2 separate regions of the Mus musculus genome follow, and region 1 is linked to region 2. Evidence: chromatin contacts called from public HiChIP or PLAC-seq data. All regions are on one chromosome and are shown on one strand. The core of a region is the stretch at or near the end of the contact, and the rest is flanking DNA. Distances in the headings are between cores, read along the strand shown.

Region 1 (6,019 bases), core at 2,934-5,433, 180 kb after region 2:
TTTGCCTGCATGAATGTCTGTGCTCCATTTGCATGATTGGTGTCCTTGGAAGGCGGAAGAAGGTGTCAGACCTCCTGGAATTGAAATTGTAGACAGTTGTGATCTGCCATGTGGGTGCTGGGAATCAAACCTGGGTCCTATGAAAGGTAGCCAGTGTTCTTATTCTTAACTGCTGAACTATATCTTCAGCCGTCATCCCACACTGTTTTAGTGAGATGATGGTAATAGGAAGATTTGTTGCTCTGTTTTGTTTTGTTTTGTTTTGTTTTCCTAGTGTGTGGCTTAGGCTTTTTGGTTGTATTACAAAATACCTTTAAATAATGTCTAACAGTAAATACATCACATAGTTCTGTGAAGAATAAACAGTTGGTGCTTAGTGCATTTGAAAATTCCTGGGGGCTGGAGAGATGGCTCTTCCTGAGGTCCTGAGTTTAATTCCCAGCAACCACATGGTGGCTCACAACCATCTGTAATGAGATCTGATGCCCTCTTCTGGTATGTCTGAAGACAGCTACAGTATACTCACATTAAAAAGAAATATTTTTTTAATTTAGATTTATTTATTTATGTTAGGCATATGAGTACACCACCATTGCTTCCTTCAGACACACCAGAAGAGAGCATCAGACCCCGTTACAGAAGGTTGTTAGTCACCATGTGGTTGCTGGGAATTGAACTCAGAACCTCTCAAAGACCAACCAGTCAGCGCTTGTAACCACTGAGCCATCTCTCCAGCCCCCCTTTTTTTTTCTTTCTTTTTTTTTTAATTCCTGCCAGCCAGACATGATGGCACACATTTGTGATCCTTGGAGGTGAGCCTGGACTACACTGGTCACTTTGAGCCAGCCTAGGCTGCATAGCAAAACATTCCAATTTTTTTTTTTTTTAAAGAAAAGGCATAAACTGACTCCCACCTAGGATTTGTATGTGTGCTGCTGTTGTGGATTTACTAAGTTAGATGTATAAATCAAATTTTAACTGACTTAAGTCCACAGGTAGCATCTTCCTTGCAATCTCTTTTCAGGTAATTTAGTTTTCAAAATAGAAACAGTGGAATTGGAGGCATTAGCCTGATGTGATAGGACAGAGCGGTCCCAGCACATGGGGACTGAGGTCAGGAACGGAGCGCAGCCTGGACCACAGGAGACCCTGTTTCAAAAACAACAAAATGTCCAAATTTTAAAATCCAGTTATTTTTATTTTACTTTTTCGATTGGGTCTCACATGTAGCTTGGAAATTACTACACAGACTAGGGTGGCCTCAAACTTGCAGAGTTCTACAAGACTGCTTCCCAAGTGCTGGGACTAAAGGCAGGTACCACCATGCGCAGACCTTGTTGAGTCTACCTATCCTGAAATGCAACCCCTTTCTGTTCAGATGGCATGGAGGTGGAAACCACACCAACTGTTGCCGGACAGTTTGAGGATGCAGATGTGGATCACTGAGGATGGCTGACCTACTATACAGTGAGTAGCTTATTCTTTCTTGTTACAACATGAAGATCCCTGAAATGATTGATTTTAAAAATTCATAATTCAAGAGAATTCTATAAAGGTAGCAGCTTAAAAAAATGTTGCCTATCTCTGGTGACTGGAAATTACATGGGCTTTGTCCTACAAACATCTCTAAGTTCAGTTCCCAAAGACATGATGCCCTCTTCTTGCCTCCACAGGCACATAGAACACATACACACAGGCAAAACATCACACACATAAAAGAAATACAGATTTATGGTTTGTTGTTGTTGTTGTTGTTTTGGTTTTGGTTTTGGTTTCTTTTTTTTTTTTTTTTTTCTTTTTTTTTCTTTTTTTGAGACAGGGTTTCTCTGTGTAGCCCTGGCTGTCCTGGAACTCACTTTGTAGACCAGGCTGGCCTCAAACTCAGAAATCTGCCTGCCTCTGTCTCCTGAGTGCTGGGATTAAAGGCGTGCGCCACCACTGCCTGGCAGATTTAGTTTTTTAGTCTGTGTTTCCAAATTACTGCAGTTGTAAAACTAACTATGAATTATAAGTCTCTGTTTTCTTCTAATGCAGCTATCAAAAAAATAACCTTAGAGAAATTCTGTGATTCTGTGATTTATATCTCTTCCTTGCACAGTTGCTACTTGTGTGTAGTCTGTAGTCAGCAGAGTCTCTCTGCTGCTAACATCACTGGCTAGCTTTCCTGGTGCCCAGTTAGTGTTCAGCTCTCACAGGCCCAGATGTTGAAGTTGATCTTTCTATGTCATGGAGAACCAGAACTGTCACCTCTGTTACTTATCGTCATGTTAGTGGTAGCTGCTTTTGGAGGGAAGGGGGCAGTAGCTGTCATTTGTGTGTTATTGGCCTAGATGGCAATTTTTTCCCTTGCTCTGGCTTTTCCATATTTCTCTGACAATTCTCTCATAATAATAATAATTCTCTCACTGTTGAGAGAGAGACATTCTGTTTGCAGCTGGCATGAGAGACTCACTTGGCACATCACTAATGTTTACACAGTGGGATGCAACTGCAATCTCTTGCAAAGATTCTTGGACTCTTTGTAATGGTAAAATAACCATAAAGTTGCTACAGATTTGAGCTCTTGATTTGTTTTGTGCTCATTTTATTCTCTCTGCTCAGTGGGAAAAAATAAAATAAAAATAGATGTTCTACTCATAAATTTTATTCATGTTTGTCTGGAAGTTGACATGATTTCTAAACAGTGTAATTTTTGATCATTGTATGTGATTGTATGTGCTGCCGGGCGTGGTGGCGCACACCTTTAATCCTAGCACTTGGGAGGCAGAGGCAGGTGGATTTCGGAGTTCTAGGCCAGTGTGGTCTACAGAGTAAGTTCCAGGACAGCCAGGGCTACACAGAGAAACCATGTCTCGGAAAAAAAAAAAGATTGTATGTGCTTTTAAAGCCTGAAGAAGGGCTAGAGTGTTCATGTTCAAACCTGGGTGCATGAGGTAGGTACAGAAGAGTACACGTGGGTCATAGGGTCACGGCTCACCATGCATGTGCACACGTGCTGCCAGTTTCTCAGTTTCCTCGTCTGTAAGATGGAAACATAGTTGCTTGTCAGGGATATTACAAGGCCTGAGGTACAAGTCTGGAGCCCTCCAAGGCTTTACTAAATAGTGGCAATTACTAATAATAACTGTGAGCCCTTTGTCTTCCAGATTCTGCTCATAACTGTAGGCAAGAACGTGGTGCCTCTTCACTCCAGAATGGGGCTGGTGAAAGGCATTTTTCTTCTCCAAAACTCATTTCTCAAGTCAAACTATAATGAGACAGCAAGCTGTCACCAGCAGAAGAGACTATGTATGACCTCTATTAACAAAGGTGAATTAACTGAACGGGTATTTGTAGTTTCTCATTTCCCCCAAGCTTCCTGTGTATGTTCTGAGAAGGCCTCTGAGTCCTGCCTTTGCTGTGTGCGTCTGTCAGCTGCAAGATTCGCCTATGTGGTGAAATGCACAGAGCTCACACTGGGCGGAAGGGACGTGCGGAAGCTTAGATGTCTCTGGGATTCAGGAGAACTCTTATCCCTGAGATTAAAAAGCAGAGGCCTCAGAGGGAGCAGCCGCTAGCATTTTCCACAGAGGCATGGGTCCTCTACTTGGGGCTCAGCCACATCTCGCAATACTTGTGTGCTAGCTTCTGTTATTCTTCATGTACCATCAGCTCTGTTATGTTCTCCTAGGTTAGGTCCTTGACTGTCCACCCTCTTAACGTTCGCTTTCTGTCACAGAATAAATAATCTGAAATGAAGTCTGCAAAGTACTCTCAATGATATTTTGTCTTTGTAATAGTTAACAAATAAATCTGGGTTTTTTTCTATATCGCTGTGATTTTGCTCTTGAGTAAAACCATTAATGAGAAAAGACTAAGATATTTAAATTGTACATGTATGTGTGTTTTGCCTGCGTACATCATGTGCGTGCCTGGTGCCCATGGAGGTCTGAAGAAGGTGTTGGAACCACAGGAACTGGAGTTCCAGTTGTTTATGAACGGCCGTGAGGATGCTGGAAACTGACGCTAGGTCCTCTGCAAGAGCAGCAAGTATTCTTAACTGCTGAGCCCTCTCTCCAGCCCAGCACTTGCTGCTCTTTTAGAGGAGCTGGATTCAGTTCCTCTGCTTCTGTGTTGGGCAGCTCACAGCTGCTATATGCTGCTGGCTTCCAGGGATCTCAATAGCCTCTTCTGGTTTCCTCAGCTACACATGCAAATGCAGACAGACGCCCATACACATAACAATAGTAACGTTTTAAAGTCCTGCGGGGGCGAGGGGTGTGAATTAGTTGGTGGAGCTGGTCTAGCTGCATGAAGCCCTGGGTTTAGTCCCTACCACTTTATAAGCTTGGCCTGGTTGCATATGCCTATAAATTCCAGTACTCAGGAGGTGGAGGCAGGAGGATCAGAAATTCGAGGTCATCCTCAGCTAAGTAGCACATGAGCACAGAAACAAAATACTAGTACTGAGGGGAGCTTTGGTGGAGGAGACCGTCTCTGTGTGGAGCCCATGCTGGCCTGGAGTTTACAGAAATCTGCCTGGCTCTGCTCTCCTACTGCTGGACTTGAAGGCATGTGCCACCATGCTCATTTTTACTTTTAATTATATATATGCGTGTGGGTCTGTGCACATGAGTGCAGGTGCCTACGGGATCACAGAGGGTCCAGATCCCCTGGGCCTGGGCTATTTGATGTTTTGGGGAACTGAACTTGGGTCCTCTTAATACTCTTAGCGGTTTAACACTGAGCCCCATCTGCCTTATTTCTTGCTATGAGGTTAACTCACTGAACCTGGACTGGCTGACCAGCAAGCTCCAGGCATCTTCTGTCTTCCAGGCCCTCCGTTGACACTACTCCTCTCAACATTGAAAGTATAGACACTGCCCCACTATTGCTTGAGTGGTAGGAGCCAAACTCAGGTCCTTACATTTGCAAGGAAGGCAATCTATAAACTAAACCAGTGCCCCAGCTCAATTTTAGTTCCATTTGTTGGGATGTGTATGCTTCTAGCAAGTCTTTCTTTTTTTTTTTTTAAAGATTTATTTAAAGATTTTATGTGAGTCCACTGTAGCTGTACAGATGGTTGTGAGCCTTCATGTGGTTGTTGGGGATTGAATTTTTAGGACCTCTGCTTGCTCCAGTCTACTCCACTCGCTCAGTCCCTGCTTGCTCCAGCCAAGTACTTACTATGCATAGGTACACTGTAGCTGACTTCTAACGCACCAGAAGAGGGCGTCAGATCTCATTCCGGGAGGTTGTGAGCCACCATGTGATTGAACTCAGGACCTATGGAAGATCAGCCAGTGCTCTTACACGCTGAGCCATCTCACTAGCCCCTAGCAAGTCTTTCATAAGGGGAGTCTTAAAACATAAAGACCTTGCTGATGCTGCCTGGATTGGGAGTAGTTTTTAAGTTCATCAGCCCTCACTATAGAGTTTCCATAGGCACCTGGGTATTCATAAGGCTGAATTTCGTAGTTCTAGACTTAGGCCCTTTTTTGTTATTGTTTTTGAGACATTATGTATCTCTGACTGGTCTAGAACTCACAGAGATCTACCTGCCTTGGTCTCCCAAGTCTTGGGATTAAAGGTGTGTACCTGGACTTTCTGTGGCCTTTGAAAGAAGGTTCTATGCACAATTTGGAGCTGTCAGCCTGATTAGCTGCTAGGTCCTGCTGACAGCCTCAGGCCCGTGGTTGTTGTAGCAGTTTTTCATTGAGTTTCTCATCTTGCAGAATAAGTACCAAAAGAAAAAAAATAAATAAAAGTTCTCCCTTTTGTGTCTTTTTAAACAGGGTTTTCAGAAGTTCTGAGTTTGTTAGTAAGCCAGGTGCGAAGAAACTAAACTTTTCTGAGGCCTCTTGAGTGGCAGCCACTGCCCTGGGTTCGTCCGTATGTGGTGTGTGACGGGAACTGTTCCGAGGAGGCAGTGCTACTGTCATCACACACTTATAGAGGAGGCACCACTCAGGTTACATGGGTATTCAACTGTGCTTTCTAAGCCTGTTTTCCAAAACAATACAGTCTCAGTACCTACAGC
Region 2 (5,600 bases), core at 1,846-4,345:
CACACCTCCTCCAAACAAAGCCATACCTAATGCTTCCCTAGCAATTTCACCCACTAGGGACCTAATATTCAAACATAGGAGCCTAAGGGCCATTCTCCTTAGACTGCCATAGCAGTACATGGCTTTAAACATGTATGCTCATCTCGGTCATCATTGCTCTGGCTTTCACGAAGTTGTCCAAACCAGACTTTAAAAGATTTATTTACTTTATGTCTATATGTCTGTGTGGGTATATATACACCATGTATACCATATGGGTCCCCAAGGAGGCCAGCAGAGGGTGCTGGAGCCCCTAGAACAGGAGTTACAGGCAGTTATGGTGCTGGTAACCCAATCTTGGTCCTCTTTAAGAGCAGTCGGTGCCTTTAAACACTCAGCCATTGACTTAGTTGGGGTTGTATTGCTGTGAAGAGACTCTATGACCATGGCAGCTCTTATTATATATTTAATTTGGGGCTGGCTTACACTTTGAGAGGTTTAGTCCATGATTGTCATGGCAGGAAGCATGGCAGCATGCAGGCAGACATGATGCTGGAAAAGGAGCTGAGAGTTCTGCATCTTGATCCTCAGGCAGCAGAAGGGACTGTGAGCCACACTGGGCATAGCTTGAGCACAGGAGACCTTGAAGCCCACCCCACAGTGACACACTCCCTATGTGCCAAGCATTCACACACATGAGTCTGCAAGGGATGTTCCTATTCAAACCACCATAGCCATCTCTTCTACCCCCAAAGCGGAGGGTTTTATGGCTTCTCATTCTTTACCGTTCCTAGGACTGATTGTATCCTGAGTCTTCACCCCTCCGTGTCTCTTTTCACCTCAAAGACAGTCAGGCATGGAGGGATGGCTCAGCAGTTAGGGAGCACTTACTGCTCTTGTAGAGGGCCTGGGTTTGGTTGCCAGCACCCACATCACAGCTGCCTGGAACTAGTTCCAGGGGATTTGATGCCCTCTTTTGGCCCCCACCCTATGTGAAACACTCAGGCATATGCCTGACAATCATTGTCACTCATTAAAGAGTCTCTTTCTTCTGTTTGTTTTTTCTAGGCCGGCCTAGAACTTACAGTAATACTCCTACTTTCACCTCCTATTCCTAAGAATCTCCTAGTTCTGAGATTACAGGCACAAGGCACCACACCCAGTGAAACAGGCTCTTAAAACAAAAAAACTAGCTTCTTCTGTGTGTGTATGTGTGTGTGTGTGTGTGTCTGTGTGTGTGTGTGTGTGTCTGTGTGTGTGTGTGTATCTGTGTGTGTATGTGTGTACACATGCGTGTGCACGTGAGCACGCATGCACATGTTTGTGTGTGCCAGATGCTGATCTAGTAGTGTTTTCATCTTTCCACCTTACTTACTGAAACAGGTGCTCACTATCCTGGAGTTGGCCAGTGAGCCCAAGACCTTCTTACCTCTGCCTCCCGAGTGCTGGGATGCAGGCTCCTGCTGCTGCTCCTGGCTCTTGTCAGAGTCTGGGGGTTGGATTCAGGTCTTCATGCCTCCAGGCATGGGACTTATTAATGAAGCTATCTGTCTAACCCAGCAGTCTGGTTCTCCTGCTGATCATGTGGCTATGGCATCCTGTCCCTGTCGATTTCAGGCATGACCTTCAAAGTCTCCCCCTGTCAGGACTCTTCCTGCTTCAGGGCTTGGCAGAGTATGGGCTTAGCCTGTGCTGAGTGTGTGGACGGTCAGTTGCTTTGTGTTCATGCAGGTGTTTCATTGCGGATTTGCCCCACCTTCAAGATAGCTTTGTGGACAAACTCCTTGATCTTATGCCCCGACTCATGGCATCTAAACCTGTTGAAGTGATCAAAATTCTGCAGACAATGCTGCGGCAGAGCACCTTCTTACATCTTCCGCTTCCAGAGCAGGTCAGAGTCCGTGTGCCCCTCTGCAAAATCTGTCCAGATTCTTTTTTTTTTTTTAAAAGATTTCTTTATTTTATGTTTGTGAGTACACTGTAGCTGTACAGATGGTTGTGAGCCTTCATGTGGTTGTTGGGAATTGAAATTTAGGACCTCTGCCTCGCTCCAGTCAGCCTTGCTCAATCAGTACCTGCTCACTCCGGCCCAAAGATTGATTATTATTATAAATAAGTACACTGTAGCCATCTTCAGGCATACCGGAAAAGGGTGTCATCTCATTATGGGTGGTTGTGAGCCACCATGTGGTGACTGGGATTTGAACTCAGAACCTTCAGAAGAGCAGTCAGTACTCTTACCCGCTGAACCATCTCTCCAGCCCCTATCCAGATTCTTAAAACCATTTACGTTAGTGAGCTTCTTTGATCAGGGTAGCAAGTGAGCTAGGTCTTCCTCCGATTGTTTTTAATTACATGTATTAATGGGTGGGGCACAGCACATGCGTGGCTCCCTGACCCCTAAGGGTCAAACTCTGGTTATCAGCCTGGGTAGCGGGGGGCCTCTGCTGCTGAGCTCGCTCACCAGCCTAAGAATGAGCATATTTTCTTGTTGCTTTCAGATACACAAAGCCTCAGCCACCATTATTGAGCCGGCAGGAGAGTCAGACAATCCTTTGCGGTTTACATCTGGGTTGGTGGTAGCCTTGGATGTGGATGCAACCCTGGAACATGTGCAAGACCCCCAGAACACTGTCAAGGTTCAGGTGTGTGAGGTTTGGGCTCCTGTAAGGTGTTCACACTGACATTGTTACTAAGTGACAGGTCCCTCTCTGTTTGTATAATGTAGACTTTAGATCTAATCCTTTTTACACACACACAAATTGAATTCATCAAAATGTAATGAACAAGTTCTATTTGTTAATCAGGTGGCAAACAAAATTCATAGATGGGCAGAAATGATTATTAGGATGCATTTTTCCAAGATTAGATAGATGATAAGCTATCCTCACATGAGAGATGCGATGAAGACTGCAAGTGAGCCCTGCGATTCCAGCCACCCCTCTCTCTTTCCTACCATCCATTCATGCATTGTGTGCTTTCTTTAGTGTACACACTAAGTGCTGGAGCTGTGGGGAGGCTATGAAGGTCAGTGCTTCAGCACACAGTTAGGCACACTGTAGGTCAAAGACAGGAAGGCTCTGTGGAGGTCCCAGCAGGTGGTACAGCCTGAAACAATGTACAAGAGCAAAAGGGAATTGCGGAAGGAGGTACTTTGAGAACTTTGAGGAGGTAGGAATGAGGAAAGGATTGTGAGTGCTGGCAGGACAAGTAATCAGATGTGAGATGACGCCTGCAGCAGGCCCAGCAGGCTTCCGGGAGGAGAGGGTAAGAGCAAGTTATTCATCAGATGTCATTGTCCTGGAAGCTTCTAGCCTCCCTGCAATCTCGGCTAGACCTAGAGTGTTTTCACCCTCTGAGACTTAGTGCTGAATAAACTCACCTTTCCTTGTTCTTTCTGAACTCTGGCTGGCTAGTTCAGCTCAGCTGTAATGGCTCAAAACTCTCCACACTAACTGACTCATTTCTCTCTTGGCCTCTGACTGAACTGCTCTGCTTGGCCTCAGACTCTAGCAGTCTGTTGTAATCTTCTGGCTCCTCCTCTTTCTCTGGCTTGTCTGTCTTCCCCTGTGTCTAGCTTGTTCTCTCTCTGCAGCTGTCTCTGTAAAGGTCTCCTGGTAAGTCTGCCTCTTTGCTCTCCCTCTGCACTGCTCGCTCCTGTGTTGCCTGTTTTCTCTCTGTTCTCCTGAGAGTTGGGCACATCCTATTCTGTCACACCATTCTCTGATTTGTCACTTTGTCTGCCTCTCAATCAGACATCACTTCAAACGCGGTGCTTCCTCTACAAACTAACTTGACCTTCATTTCTTGGGATTCAGTGTGTGTACTAAGGGCACGTCTGTATTCCAGCCAGAGGGCTTAAAGGTGTGTGCTAAGACTGAGCCACACCACAATTAGAAATAAGTAATTTCAGTAAATAACACAATCTCAGGTTCACAGTGTGATCAAATATCCTGCAATGGGTGTGGGTACGTCACAGATCATACCCACAGAACTTCTGAGCGAGTAGAAAGCTGTAACTGCAGTGCTTCTTTGTGTTTTAAGGTTAGCCACCCTAGCTGTACTTGTAGTTGCTTAGAAACTGATGACCAGTCCTCATCCGGCCTATACCAGTTAAGTCAGAATCCTGAGACTGAGCTCAGAGGTCTTAGTCTGATGGACACTTGTTTTGTTGTGTAAACAATCGCAGGTGGATTTACAGGTCATCTGCTAAACTATCCCGAAAAGAATTTACTCTAAAACATCTCTACTGCCTTCCAGGCAAACACTTGCCTGCATGGGGTGTAATGGGGATGCTTTCTGCCCTGTCATGAGACATCTGTAGCACTTTCAAAGTCCAGCTTCCTTACTCGGAACATCAGACAGAGGTGAAAACCTGCAACTGTCAGCGTGCCTTAGAGACTTCATGGAGGCTTTATTCTCCCTTAAAATTATGGATTTTCTTTGGTTTTTTTTTTTGTGTGTGTGTGTTTTTGCATTTTTTTAAAGTTTGTTTTAGCTTTTAATGGGTTCAGACAGAGGCTTTCTCTATTGCCCTGACTTCCCTGGAACTTTCTATGTAGCTCAGCCTGGCTTGGCCTGACCTGGCCTGGCCTCAAACTCACAGAAATCTGCCTGCTTCTGCCTCCCAGGTGGAGGGATTAAAGACATTTGCCACCAGGCCCAACCGGGTTGTCTATTTTTAATGCAGCTTCACTGAGAAAGCTTCGGGGCTCTGGGGCTTTGTCCCTCTCCTCCTCTCCACTCCTCACCTCACCTCTTAATACAGGATCTCACAGACCAAGCTGGCCTCCACCTTGCTATTTGAACGTCCAATCTTCCCAATTCCATCCCAAGTGCTAGGACTGCAAGCAGGGTGCTTGCACGTCTTTCCACAGTTAGCCCCATTCTCTACTGTCTGTTAATAGATACACCATTCCTATCATTCACTTACCAGGGAGCTAAGAAATAGTAGCTAGACACTGCTTCTGCTAGTGTGGCCCTACCCCCCCCCCCTTTATTTTCAGTTTTTTGAGACGGGGTTTTTCTGTGTAGCCCTGGCTGACCTGAACCTCTCTCTCTAAGCAAGGCTGGCCTTGAACTCAGAGCTCGCCTGCCTCTGCCTCTCAAATGCTGTGATTAAAGGTGTTTCTCCTTTAAGAAGCAGTTTTTATATAATGGCTACAGTCATCTTCCTGCTAATGATTTTGGGGACACAGTAGATGTTATCAGTTTTCTTAGCCCATCTATTTTCTGTTGCCCCATTTCTGTCATATTGTAGGTCTTATATCCAGATGGCCAGGCTCAGATGATCCACCCCAAGCCAGCAGATTTCCGGAATCCTGGCCCAGGACGGCACCGTCTCCTCACTCAGGTGTACCTCTCCCATACTGCCTGGACAGGTAAGAATGTGGGCTGGGTAGGCAGGAAATAAGTCCCCGATGATCTTTCCCATTGTGATTCGCTTGTTTGTTTGTTTGTTTGCGATAAGATGTCACTATTCCAGCCTTAGCTGGCCCAGAACTCTGTATATAGACCAGGCTGGCCTCCAATTCTGCCTGCCTCTGCACCTGCCTCCCCAGTGCTGGGATTAAAGGCATGTGCCACCATACCCTGAGTGAACTTGCTCTCATAAGTAAGGA

What was found. HiChIP or PLAC-seq counts read pairs in DNA pulled down with a chosen protein or histone mark.
Region 1: a contact with region 2 is called in an H3K27ac HiChIP or PLAC-seq map of embryonic stem cells, with 2.2 times the contacts expected there. The contact joins two enhancer-like sites. A contact is called at or near these places in 3 of 39 promoter capture datasets (the C10 cell line, cranial neural crest and liver), 1 of 484 Hi-C or Micro-C datasets (embryonic stem cells), 1 of 115 datasets of contacts at active chromatin or transcription factors (embryonic stem cells) and 3 of 9 other capture datasets (adipose tissue, liver and pancreatic islet).

The regions. Positions count from the first base shown.
Region 1 is chr7:97,715,073-97,721,091 of GRCm38.p6, forward strand. It overlaps Clns1a (chloride channel, nucleotide-sensitive, 1A), which reads left to right. Exons shown (of 7, transcript NM_023671.2): 6 at 1,379-1,467; 7 at 3,147-5,721. The coding sequence ends at 1,446. Among named protein-coding and RNA genes, the nearest start is that of Aqp11, 20 kb to the right of the region's middle. Within about 2 kb of position 4,184, at least 16 of the 459 cell types and tissues checked have an H3K27ac peak or open chromatin away from gene starts, as enhancers often do. A contact at or near this core is called in embryonic stem cells, where this site is marked.
Region 2 is chr7:97,532,661-97,538,260 of GRCm38.p6, forward strand. Ints4 (integrator complex subunit 4) reads left to right here. Exons shown (of 23, transcript NM_027256.2): 20 at 1,711-1,870; 21 at 2,481-2,624; 22 at 5,240-5,360. Among named protein-coding and RNA genes, the nearest start is that of Aamdc, 44 kb to the right of the region's middle. Within about 2 kb of position 3,096, at least 17 of the 459 cell types and tissues checked have an H3K27ac peak or open chromatin away from gene starts, as enhancers often do. A contact at or near this core is called in embryonic stem cells, where this site is marked.